Linked DNA regions of Mus musculus: region 2 is linked to region 1. Evidence: chromatin contacts called from public Hi-C data. All regions are on one chromosome and are shown on one strand. The core of a region is the stretch at or near the end of the contact, and the rest is flanking DNA. Distances in the headings are between cores, read along the strand shown. Region 1 overlaps Lrch1 (leucine-rich repeats and calponin homology (CH) domain containing 1). Region 2 overlaps Lrch1 (leucine-rich repeats and calponin homology (CH) domain containing 1).

Region 1 (6,323 bases), core at 1,422-3,921:
CTCACCCTCTTGTGTGAGTCAATGCAGAGCCCTTACCATGCCTGGAAAGCAACTGGGGTCGTCTTGGGGAGGACTCTGCCTGCAGGCTGCCCTGTACCTCCTCAGGGCACCAGGAACCTTTGGGGTAAAGCGGAGCCGGTTTATTCCCACGGGTTAAAAGCTGGAAGGGAGTATTCCTTCCCTACTTACATTGCCCTTTGCCACTTTTCTTTGCTGTGATTCAGAAGAGGGCGAGCTGCCCAGTCCTGGAAGCACAGACCTCACAATAGCATAACGTTATCACCCGACCTCACCAAGCTGCTGCTATTCTGATGCCAGGACCCCAGCCGACTAGAACTGGCAAAGCTCATATTACTCACGAATAAGTTTGAAAGGCCAAAGAGAAATCATTTTAGTTACTTTAGTTACTGAGGTCAACGTACCTGAACGAGGCTTCAGGCCAAACGGAGCTGTGATGTTTGCAGTAGGAGACACTGAAGGGGAGTTCTCTCGTATCTGTGGGGTGAGAAAACAATTGGGAAATGAAGAAGCAGATGGACTTGTATGGTTAGTGATTGTTATAAAATGACTCTGCTTTTGCTATGGCTGCCTTGTGATGGATGACAGCTTGGCTTTTTAAAAAAGACATTTTGTAAATACTCTAAGAGGTGGTCAATAGAATGTTTTCCGGTATTCTTTTTGTTGTTGCATTGAAGTCTTTATTTGCTCACTACAAAATCATCTTGCAGTGACACAAAGCCGTGATCTGCCTCTCATTGGACACATCTGACTGCAGACGGGCAGGCACGCCAAAGAGCACGTCTAACGGAGCCTCTGTAACACGGAGACACACGGCTAACACTGAGCATGCAGCTCATCACGCAGAAACTGCGCATCGAACCATCTTGGGTAGCAACTGAGGAAATGTCATCTGAATGATCATCTGCCGTTTTCCATAAAGACATCCCACCCCTAGATCTCAAAGGCCATTTCTCACAGAATTAATCTTTAGTGATGTATAGAGCCAAGTGATTTTGTGACAGTGAGTGACAACTATCGAGAGACCCCAGAGACAGTCCCATTAACTCTTTAATCCCGGAGTCAGACTATCCAACTCTGGGACCAATGGTTCAGTTTGGTCTCCATGGAATACCTCAGCTGCCATTAACCCTCAGGAAGCTTACCTCATTGGGAGAATACTGGCTTCCATTACTCTGTAACATTAGATCATTTTGCACCTTAAGGGAGAGAGAAATGTATACGTTCCATTAGATTTGGAGAAAGAGGAGGCAAGGACTACATCTTTTTTTTATTGCTGCCATAGCCCTGGCCCAGAAGCACACACTAACTAGCAAATGTTGAATTAATTCATGGTTAAGTAGCTAAGAAGGTCATCCTTCTATTTTCTAAAACTACGCAGCTTGTATCCATTGAGAAAAATCTAAAGACTAGCACAGATTAACATGAGAGCCCCCAAACAGGGATCTTTCCCCAGTAGCTATGAGCGCATCTTACCTGGCCAAGTAACCAAACTGTCTCCTGGCTCCTTTCTCTATTTGAATTATGGGTTTTTAGAAATGGTCCAAACTAGTAGTTCCAAAATATACAGAAATTTTCAGTAGGTACACACGCTTGAACCCTGAGCAACCTTGAAAAACCTCATTCACGTGACCTGTTTATTATCAGTCTGCTTTGGCAGTCACTGGTTAAGAGAGCTGTTAAGGAACCAAGCATGACTTAACATATACACTCTAATAAATAAAAAATTTGCAAAAAAAAAAAAGAGCTGGGTGTGGTGGCGTCCGCCTTTAATCCCAGCACTTGGGAGGCAGAGGCAGGTGGATTTCTGAGTTCAAGGCCAGCCTGGTCTACAAAGTGAGTTCCAGAACAGCCAGGACTATACAGAGAAACCCTGTCTCAAAAAACAAACAAAAAATAAAACAAAATAAAAATAAAAAGTTTGGGGATAGCTAATAAACACCTGCATATATGCCACCATAAAAGTGTAAATCTAAGGTGCCCATTGTGTGGAGGAGTGCTATTTAAAATGAACCCAAGGGAAATGCATGTAGAATAAAATGTCATTCATGTCCCTACTCAATTAAAGGGCCTTCTTAGGAGAGCCAACTAGACTTCTACCAACTCTCCCCATTGTCCTCACAAACTCCTCTCCTCAGTACTATTTACAAGCAAGGGAGGTGCGTTCTCACCTTGTGGACACCTATGGTACATAACTTCATGTGGCCAGTCTTCTAAACTATGTTTAAGGCAGGTCACATGACATGCAGGCAGACCCTCTACAACCTCTGCCTCCCCTCTCAGTGGTGGTAACACACTGTGCTCAATCTTCCCGGGCTACCCGTGCTCCCTTGCAGGTCCACAAACTAAGCTGTCCTCATGCCTTGTTATACACTCTATCCTTTCCGGAAGAACACAGCAAACAACTCAGGATGGCAACCCACTAGAAATGTTACCAGTACCAACATCTTCTGTTCACTCAACCATTTTGCTACTTTATGGGTCTCACGATCCGTCCTCCACAACAAAAAAAAAGCCACACCCTGCACAAGTAGGCAACCAACTGTCGGTCTGGAGAAAGGGTGTGTCGATGTGTGACCAAATAACAAGTGAGACCAGGGACCTAGAGAAGCCACAACTTATTTCCTTTTCCTTCATCACATGACTTCCTTTTTGCATCAGGCTGGCTGTCCATCCCTTCCTTTTGAAAGCCTGTCATGGGTCCAAAGCTCCCTTGAGAGGGTAGACAAGAATGCCTTACGCAAGCATGGTTACTCACCAAAGCAAAGGGAGACAAGCTTACAGCACTGTAACCTGACAGAGAGCACCGGCAGCTGAACGGAGAGGAGTTCGGGAACCTCTGACCCCTAGAAGCTTCGTTTCCTTCCTTGTGCTCTGGCAATCTTGGAAACAAGTAAGTGCTGTTTCTCCACAGGGTCTCACTAGGCAGTCCAGGTTCACCCTGAAACTGGAATCCTCCGGCCTCAATGGCAGAATTACACCATCCCCAGCCACACAGGCTGCCCCTGCCTCGGCCTGGGCAGAATAGGAGGTTGAAGTGAGTGCAGCTACTGCTTCCAGGGGGCGGGCTTGAGCACCTGGCTTGGGCAGGGATCCCAATGAAAATTAGATGCAGACTGAATTGTGAACTAGGCTCAGTCTATATGTAGATACATACCCATCCTCTTCTAGCCTTTCCAAACGCCTTCCACACTCCTGGAAGCGTTGCTCATGAACTCATAAGTGTATTGGCTTCTTGCCTTCCGCTAAGACAAAGCTTTTAAGGAGAGGTTCCACGCCATCAGCTGTCGCTAAGGTTTGGAGTGTGACAAACTGAATACAAAGAAGGCAATCTAGTGTGATGGAATAGCCGGCCTATCCATTACCATGGTAACGAGTCAGCCAGTCTCAACCGTGAGCATCATGTCCTGCATCCATGAACAGGTCACGTTAACTCCTATATTTCCTAACAGCCATCAGGAATATACGCTGCTAAGAGAACGACCTTTGTGGTCCTCAAGGCTTCCTCAGTGACACACAGCGACACCCAGAGCATACTTACTGAGGAGATGGAAATACAAAGTCCTGATTTCATGAAGGTTTGACTTGGAAAAGGTCTGCTTTACTCTGGTGTAAAAAGAGTCTCACACAACCCTGACCTGCCTCAAACTTGTCTTGTAACCAAAGCTCCCACTGAACTCCTGATCCTCCTAATTCCGCCTCCTGCTGTTCCAGGTGTATGCTGCCATGCCACTTACTGAAGGCTTTTAGCAAAACATTCAATAAATTACTTTAGATTACTACTATACAGCAGGCATTTTAAATGATTTTCCCTCGCTGCAAGCTATTATAAACGCTCCGAACCCATTAGGGTAGGCTAGGCAAAGCAACAGTGCTCACTATGGTAGGTAGATTAAATGCATTTTTGCATTAATGTTTTTAACAGCAATACATGAGAGGAACCAGAAACCCATTATAAATCAAAAAGGGCTTGTGTTGATAAGGCCTATAAAACATGAAGCACAAAACCTGGCACCCAGCAAGGCTTCTTTTTCTGTTAGGAATAAGCACTTGTAAACAGAGACACAATGTTTGAACTGTGCCCTGGATTTTTTAATCTTGTGTCCTCCTCACCCTGAAGTCATTCAGCAGGATAGTCATCAGGAGCTAAAACATCTCTTCATAGACTTCTCACTGGTCATGCGGGAACAATGAAATAACCATAATACAGTAATAAAATGGGGTGATATAACAATGGAGTGTTTCAACTAAATACAAGCAATGGGGGCAAGAAGGACACAGCAAGCCTCCAAATCTGAGAGCCCGGGAAGAGCACGCAACAGCACCAAGGCAATATCCAAAATAAGAATGCAGACCCTCAATCAAGAGGAAACATCAGACAAACACTAAAGGAAGAATATCCCCCAAGACAAGGGAAGGGCTAGGTGCTGGAAATCCGCTCAGTCGGTAGATCCAGCACACACAATGTCCTGGGTTCTATCTCCAGCACCACATAAACTGGATGTGGTAAAGCACACCTATAATCCCTACCCTCTAGAGGCAGAGGCCGGATAGACAGAAGCTCACGATAGCCACCTGCTATACAGCAAGTTTGAGGCCAGCCTGGGCTACATTAGACCCTGTCTCCAAAAGAAAAGGCCTGGCAAGGGCTCTGGTGGCACATGCCTATAATCCCAGAATTTGGGAGGTATAAGGAAGATGGTTAGGTGTTCCAGGTTATCTCCTGAGCCACACAGAGTTCTAGAGCAGCCTGGGCTACATGAGATACTATTTCAAAACACACACACCAAAAAAGGCCCACATTCTCTACAACTTCACTGTCATCGCATCACTATCCTCAGAAACGCTGCAAAGCAAAGGAGCCGGCAAAGAGACCAGAGAGACTCTGTAACCAAATGTAATGCCTGATGCTAGCCTGATGCCCACATCAAAGGGACAGGAAAATTCAGAGAACTGTTTTAGATCAACAGACCTATGGACGGCTGGGACAAGAGCTTATCAGCAGACACTAAGGAAGCGGAATCCTGAAATGTATCTACAGAAGATGGATCCCTATTTGTACACAATGTAACTGAAATGCAGAGCAGTAAGGGAAGTGGTGTCTACACTGTCAGCTATTTCAAAAATGGTAGATGTGGAGGAAAACGGAGAGACCAAATAACACAGCTAGCATGGGTAAACATCCATGCAGGCTGAATCTCCCTGTCCAAAAGGCAAGAGCCTGGAAGTGTTGGGACATGGGATCAAATTATCTGCAAATGCAGATAGGAGCTTGGAAACAGCTGAATCTAAACAGCTGGTTTTCATTTCAAATATGACTTATACACATGGTGTGAGGGGATTTTATGCTCTGTTTTCAAGCTCACCTGTGTTTTACCTGTGACCTGTCTCATGAGAGCAAGTGCAAAGGTTTATATTTGTGGTGTTCTAATATTGCTAAAAACACTTCTGAGTTTTGTAACATCTTGAAATCATTTGCATACTAAGGATAGGTAACCTGTAGCTGCAAAGTGGAAGATTACAATATTTTTATAACTTTTATAGGACCCTGAAATTTATTTTTATATTCTTTTAAAGTTAAAAATATTTCTATATATGCAACTTTTTAAAAAACTGAGTCTTTGTGGAGAGACACTTGCTCTTTTGGGGGACCTGGGTTCAACTCCCAGTACCCACATAGTAACAGCTATCTATAACTCAAGTATAACTCCAAGGGATGGAAGGGATGGGATGCCCTAGCCTGACCACATACATGTATATGCATGTCTGTGGAACACACATGTGAGCAAAATATTCATACATGCAAAAAAAAAAAAGCTAGTCTACACATTGAAACAAATATTCTCAAACAGAAAGGACATGGAAACCATTAAAGGGAACCCTGCAAATAAAAGTCTCCTGATGTTCAACCCTGGTTTGTTGACGTGCCCACCACACTGTGATTCTATCTAAAGGTCACACCGATAACAGTAAGATTGTTGAAAAATAACAGCTAGCATTTACATGCCCACTGCTGAGAGGTTTCTCCTGAATCATCTCACTTGAGCTATACAATAGCTATTATTAGACTGAAATTTACCAAAAATAAAAGTGAAGTTTAGAGAGGTTAATTAAGTTGGACAGAGTTAGCAATTCAGTCAGGGCAGCCATGTAACATAATTACCAGTCCTTGTCTGTAACAATGCAATCACAATCTCTGCAAACCTAGCTTTCCCCTTTATGTTTTTTATTTTCCTCATTTCATTTACTCAGGCATGTTGAGTGTAAACCTGCTTAATTACTTCATAGTGCATGTGCGGTCAGAT
Region 2 (6,323 bases), core at 2,807-5,306, 110 kb after region 1:
GAAAAAAAAATCACTGAAAAACTTGGTCTCAGTAGATGGGCACCAACTACCAGTTGGGGGGGGGGGGGCGATGTCTTGAGGCAGGTCGGGTTTCTGTCTGACATCCCATGCACTGAAGACCACATGGGAAGGAAGGCCTGTCCATCCTACCTCCTACTTCCTCTTCCCTCCTCCCTCCTCTCCCTCCTCCCCACTCCCTGGCTCTGTGACTACAGCACATGATGAGACCCAGGAACATGGCTAGGCTGGCAGTGCATGCAAGGTGTTCTGGGCTTGATCTCCAGTAGTGTATAAGAGCCAGGTGTGGTGGCACACGCCTGTAATCTCAAAACGCTACAGGAGGTAGAAATGGAGCAATCTGAAGTCTGAGGTCATCCTGGGCTACCAAGGAGTTCAAGAGCAGCGTAAGCTAGAGCCTCTGTCTCTCTGATGCAGGAGGAGATGAAATAAGCAAGACATGGACCAGAACCAGGAGTAGGCATTCTGTATAAATTAGAAATAACTGTATGCATTCATTGCTCACTTGAAACAAATGCTAAGGTTTAAGAATGCACTTCTTGCTTGGGAAGTGTAGAAAGCTCCCTGCTGGGTCAGTCACGAACGGAACCCTGGGCAAGCACAGTAATGACCATGGCCTACGAAAAGGTGAGCAAACATGATTTAAAAAGGCATCCTTTCAAAGGACCGACCGTGTGGTTCAGTCTTGACCTCAGCTTGGCTGCTCCTTCCAGCTGGAAGCCGGGCAACTATCTGAGAAAACCATTATAAAACACGAAACATCTCAAGCCCAGATGTTCATAGGGAGGAAAAAAGAGAAAGAGGAAGAGGCAGGTTGAGAATACAGTTACCAAACATAAAGATGCTTAGAAATAACACTGCTTATGCTACTATGACCAAAAGCCCAGGCAGACAAGGAAACAAACTCTTATTTCTAAAGAACAAGAATCATCATCGCACAGGCATGGTCTTAGTGTGGGAAAACAGAACAGGATTCCCCACCTACATCCTCTGTGTGTGTGTGTGTGTGTGTGTGTGTGTGTGTGTGTGTGTGTGTGTGTGTGTGTACAGGGTCCCCTCCACTTTGGTTTGAGATAGGTTCTCTACCTGGGACCAGGGCCTCCTTGGTTAGGCTAGGCTGGCTGAACACCAAGTCCTACAGCTCTAACAAGTGCGTGCCATGATGCCCGGCTTTCTCACACTGTGCCAAATTAAATAAGCCAGTCACCAAAAAGCAGAACCATAAATGCCATGTGTGTGGCTTATGTGACTTATTTGGAGTCATCAAATGCATAACAAGGCAAAGCAAGACAGCAATTTCAAGAGACTGGGATAAAGAGAGACAGGGGTACTGTTTACTGGACACAGACAGAGTTTCAGGGTTGCCAGACAGTAAGAATTCTAGAAGCCCCATCATTTATCATTATTGAATGCACTAAACAGTGCTGAACTGTGAACCTAATTGAAAGACTAAATATTATGTGTATCTTACCACAATTAAATACATAAACACACCAGGCCTAAACACCACAGACAGACACCACAGACAGCAGGACAGAATGATGATAAAACAGGCAGGTGAACACGGACAGACAGATGTGGACACACACACACACACACACAGAGATTTTCTAAAGTTTCATGTATTGTTGAATATTACCCATTATTCTGTAAGTCAGAGTCACTTTACAATGACTCTGTAAACACTGAACCCAGGCCTTGTGGCGGACTTCAGTTCCCCTACCAAAAGCCCATACCGGAAATTCTGCCTCTTTCATTCACTGTCTAGCCAAATGACCTCAAAAAAACACTTCCCTAAACAGAGCCTGTTTTGTTCTATCACTTCCTTCAATCCTTTTTTCTTGTAAGTGACAAAATAAAAGTTATACAAAATACAGAAAAGTAGATAACACCACACACACATACATACACACATGAGCTTTTTAAAAATTAAATACTTTTTGTTGAACCTACAGAATAATATACATTGAAATGCAAAGCCTTCTATAGACGTAAAAGCCACTCTTGCCACATACAGTAGGTTCCCATGGAGCCTGTTTTTAACACCGACTGTATGCTGCCAGGGCACCAGCTCAGGAAGCCAGTGAAAAGCTACTGGGATCTACACGGTTCTACATGGATCCACAGAGCCCACTGGTATCAAATGAAGGAACAGCGGGACTTCTGAGGGAAGAATGCGCTGCGCACGGATTTCTTTTCACCTGAGTTCTACTGCTGGTGTGTGGTTCTGGTCCACATACCCACACTTGCAAAGATGCACACCAACAGTAAACACGGGTTCAAGACCCTTCAGAACCCAACAGGCCTCTCACACACTTTGGAGGACTAGAAAGGAGCAAAGGGTTTCTCAAAGGGCCCCTCACTGATCAAGGTGATTGTCCTAAGGTACAAGATGGCTTTGATCACCCCATTAGCATTTACCTGCCTTTAATCCTGCCAGATGTTCAGAGGCAGGTTCCTACAGGTTCCCAACATACTTTGCTCAAACGATCAACACGTAACTTTGTTATTTATGTTTCTAGTTTTTAAAAGAAACCTTTTAGTATATGGCTACCTTATAAGCATTAGTCACAGGCAACAGTGGCTTTCTAACATACAGATATTTCTTCCTAAGACACATCACAGCCCATCCTTAGGAACACTAAACACATACCAGCCCTACAACTGAGAACATTCTAAATAGAAATCACCAACAGAAACATGAAAATCCAAAACAGCCTGGGGTTAAGTAGACTGCCACAGAAACACTAACAGTTTGAGGAAACATCAAGAAAAGTGTAGCCTTGTCCAGCCTCACCTGGCACAAGCATCCTGAACTACTAGCATGTTTGGGTATCAGACACATCCATGGACCACCAACACCCAAGAAAGCACCTTAAATATTGCTTTGGGGTAACAAATTTTAACATGTACACACACTCACAGAAGCACAACTTTGCATGAACAGGACCAATCCTAACCCTAATGTTACTGACTGACTGGACTCTCTTAGACCTTCCAAGTATAGCAATAAATATAAAATCTATTCAAACCTATCAGCAGCGACCTATGATCATGTGATCAGCTTCCCTGAGTTTTATCCACACAGCGTCCAGAGCCAGATACTTAGGAATGATGGGAACTCCCCCCTTCTCTCCAAAATTCATCAGGAGAAGGTCTGAACAAAGGGCCAGAGACTCGGGCCCTAGCAGCTGCGACTTCCGGTGTCTAAGGCCGGCCTGACTTTGATCCAAACACAGGCCACCTCTACCCAGGAGGGTCTCCTCCGCCTCCAGAAGGAAGCCTCCAGCTTCTTCAAAAATCATCTCCTTTGTCTATTCACATCTTCCATTAAAATTCATGGATATTCTCCCACATCGCAACAAAGGAGTCTCTGTTCCAAGATTTCTGTATCCGTTCCATATTCACACTTCAGATAAAACTCAAGATTTTAAAGTGCCTGGTCTGCTCCAATTTGCTATTTCGGGTTAATATCGAAGTGTCTTACATCATAGCAGCCGAAGCAGATGGCAGGCATACTGTCACCATCACGCCATCCTTGCAAAATAACAAATGACTTTTTTTTTTTAATTCCCTGGAAAAGACAAATACACATGGATTTACAATCAGAATGAGACACCTGCTTACGATCCAGAATGCTCGGGGCCAGGGGACCAGGGCCTTGCAGCTCATTAAAGTGATTCTCTTCCATGCTGTATAAGGAGTTCAGGCCTCCACACTTGGACCATGGAAGAAACTTTTTTTTTTTTTTTTTTTAAAGATTTATTTATTATTATATGTAAGTACACAGTAGCTGTCTTCAGACACTCCAGAAGAGGGCGTCAGATCTTGTTTCAGATGGTTATGAGCCACCATGTGGTTGCTGGGATTTGAACTCTGGACCTTCGGAAGAGCAGTCGGGTGCTCTTAGCCACTGAGCCATCTCACCAGCCCGGAAGAAACTTTTGACTTTGATTTTTTTGTAGACTGGGGGTTGGCTCTGGTCTCAAACACACAGGCCAGGCACCTGCCCCACCACGGAGCCACATCCTACCCTGATCCTGTCGCCTTCCTCCCCCACTGTACCAAGCTCCTTCTCCTTTCTGTGAAGCTAAAATAGGAGGCACTGCCTGTGAAAACTTCTGCTTTCAACTCTCAAAGCATGTGTGTGTGTGGGGGGGGGGGGGGGGGGGAGGTCCCTGTGAAAGGCTTTTTGATATCACAATGAAAAGCTTTTAAGCCTTAGCTGATGCTATAATTCACATGTTTATCCCTAAACTATATTTACCAGTCTTTTCTCATTTGGTTTTCTGAGATAGAGCCTCAGACTCACAGTAATTGTCCTGCCTCGGCCTCCCAAATGCTGGCATTACAAGGGTAAGCCACCACACCCAGCTAGATCTATCATTCTTAATGGATTTCCCAAGTTCAACATCTCATGCCTACGCTGGCTAGTCAAAGAAAAAACTAGATTGCAAGGGGCTGATTTCACTCTGAACCAGTCACCAACAAAGAATTTTTTTCCAGGCTTGGTAGGATTTTGAGCCTGGGGCTTTGCCTGACCTGTAAGATTCCTTGGGCCTATTCCTGTCAGGTGCAAAGGCTCCAGAAATACAGGATCATGACAGGCAGGTTCACACTAAGTCGTAGCTAGAACCCATCTTCCTCTGCAGTCACCATCAAAGACAAACCAAGCCTAAGATTACCCTTTATAGGCAGGAGGAAGCTAGAAGAGCAGACGTGGCTTCGGCCCCAGCTGGATACACACAGGGAACAGATGTCAGTGATAAACCTGGGCAAGCACCGTGAGGCTAGCTGAGGTGCATCTCCGGTCCAGAGTGAAAAATCCTCACTTGAACATAATGGTTTTCACCACTCTCCTGCCCGACTTGGTACAGCAGTGTGGGGACGGTAGGAGAATCAGGCCATGGGGTAGAGCTGCCAAGCAAGGTACCCCATGACTGAGCATGTACTCAGTGTGACGGGGTACCCTGTTACTGAGGATGCACGTCAGAAACACGGTTACTCGCAGCAGGAGTAGGGAGGTAGGGGTTTCAGCACCCCTGTGAGAAGCCAGGTTTGGTGGTTCAGTATGTATTGGGGTGACAAAGGCAATGGACTCCTGAGACTCCATGACCTGACCAGCCCGCCTAATGGACAGGCCCTGGGCAAGTGAGGAATCCTGACAGGAAACACACACACACAAAAACAAGCAGTAGACAACTCCTAGGGACTAACTAGCCTCTGATCTCCACACACTGCACATGCACACACGCAGGTAAGAAATAGGTAAGAAATGAAAAGACACAGTGACTATCTTCATCTGTTTTCTAGAATCAGACTGCTTGTACTTAAATCCCAGCTCTGCCTCTTATGGGCTGTGTGACATCGGGCACGTCATTAACCCTTCTGTGCTTCAATGAGGATAATAACGGGCATCACCTCATGACCCCTAAGTGGGTCAACCAAATACCTGGAGCATTTAAAACTGTTTCTGGCCGGGCGTGGTGGCACACACCTTTAATCCCAGCACTCGGGAGGCAGAGGCAGGCGGATTTCTGAGTTCGAGGCCAGCCAGGTCTATAAAGTGAGTTCCAGGTCAGCCAGAGCTATACAGAGAAACCCTGTCTCAAAAAACCAAAAAAAAAAAAAAAAAAAAAAACCCGTTTCTGTCACAAGGCAAACGCTACAAGGGCCGCTTCTCCATGCACAGTTCGTCCCAAGTTTCCTTCATCGGTAATGACACCTTTGCTTTATATCTTAGCAGTTTAAAGTTAGCTTTATAAAGGACATGAGATGTAATCAACACAAAAAGACAAGTCACATAAAACAATCCAGTGTTTTTCCACTTTCTGATTTGGGATGGTGGGGGGGGGGGGGACATAATCAAAACCATAATAATGAAATCAGAGCAGGGTGAGCTCAGGATTTCGAGGGCAGGAAGTTGACAGAAGTTGGGAGTCTCCCTGGAACTGATACTCCTCCACCTTGCTCCTCACCCGACCCAGCAGAGGCAGCAGGCAGCAGGCAGCAGCTAGACCGAGGCATTAATTACAAAAGTACAGTGGCTGACGACAGAGCAGTGACCACCTGAACCAGTCCCAGAACAACTGGGGCACAGTGTGGCCTCTCCCTTATCTGAGGGCCATATCTTACTACAGTAACTGAATTCACCTTGGTTACCCCAGCTCTAAAATCCAGTGACTCAGGCTGGGGTGTGGCTCGGAGCTGGAGCCCTTCCCAAGTACACTCCAGGCTCTCTGCTTCATCCCAGCACTGAGAAAGGGGAAAAAAAAGCATCAAATCCCATGACTCGCCATGAAGGC

What was found. A called contact is a pair of places that touch in the nucleus more often than the background predicts.
Region 2: a Hi-C map of bone marrow-derived macrophages shows a contact between it and region 1, with 37 read pairs. The contact joins two enhancer-like sites. A contact is called at or near these places in 3 of 484 Hi-C or Micro-C datasets (bone marrow-derived macrophages, cortical neurons and nephron progenitors), 4 of 115 datasets of contacts at active chromatin or transcription factors (the HPC-7 cell line, acute myeloid leukemia, fibro-adipogenic progenitors and 1 more) and 3 of 9 other capture datasets (adipose tissue, liver and pancreatic islet).

Annotation. Positions count from the first base shown.
Region 1 is chr14:74,794,875-74,801,197 of GRCm38.p6, forward strand. Lrch1 (leucine-rich repeats and calponin homology (CH) domain containing 1) reads right to left here. Exons shown (of 19, transcript NM_001252132.1): 14 at 1,164-1,217; 15 at 423-495. Among named protein-coding and RNA genes, the nearest start is that of Gm52135, 21 kb to the right of the region's middle. Within about 2 kb of position 2,672, at least 64 of the 459 cell types and tissues checked have an H3K27ac peak or open chromatin away from gene starts, as enhancers often do. A contact at or near this core is called in bone marrow-derived macrophages, where this site is marked.
Region 2 is chr14:74,904,420-74,910,742 of GRCm38.p6, forward strand. All of the region lies in intron 1 of Lrch1 (leucine-rich repeats and calponin homology (CH) domain containing 1), which reads right to left. Among named protein-coding and RNA genes, the nearest start is that of Gm10847, 15 kb to the right of the region's middle. Within about 2 kb of position 4,057, at least 98 of the 459 cell types and tissues checked have an H3K27ac peak or open chromatin away from gene starts, as enhancers often do. A contact at or near this core is called in bone marrow-derived macrophages, where this site is marked.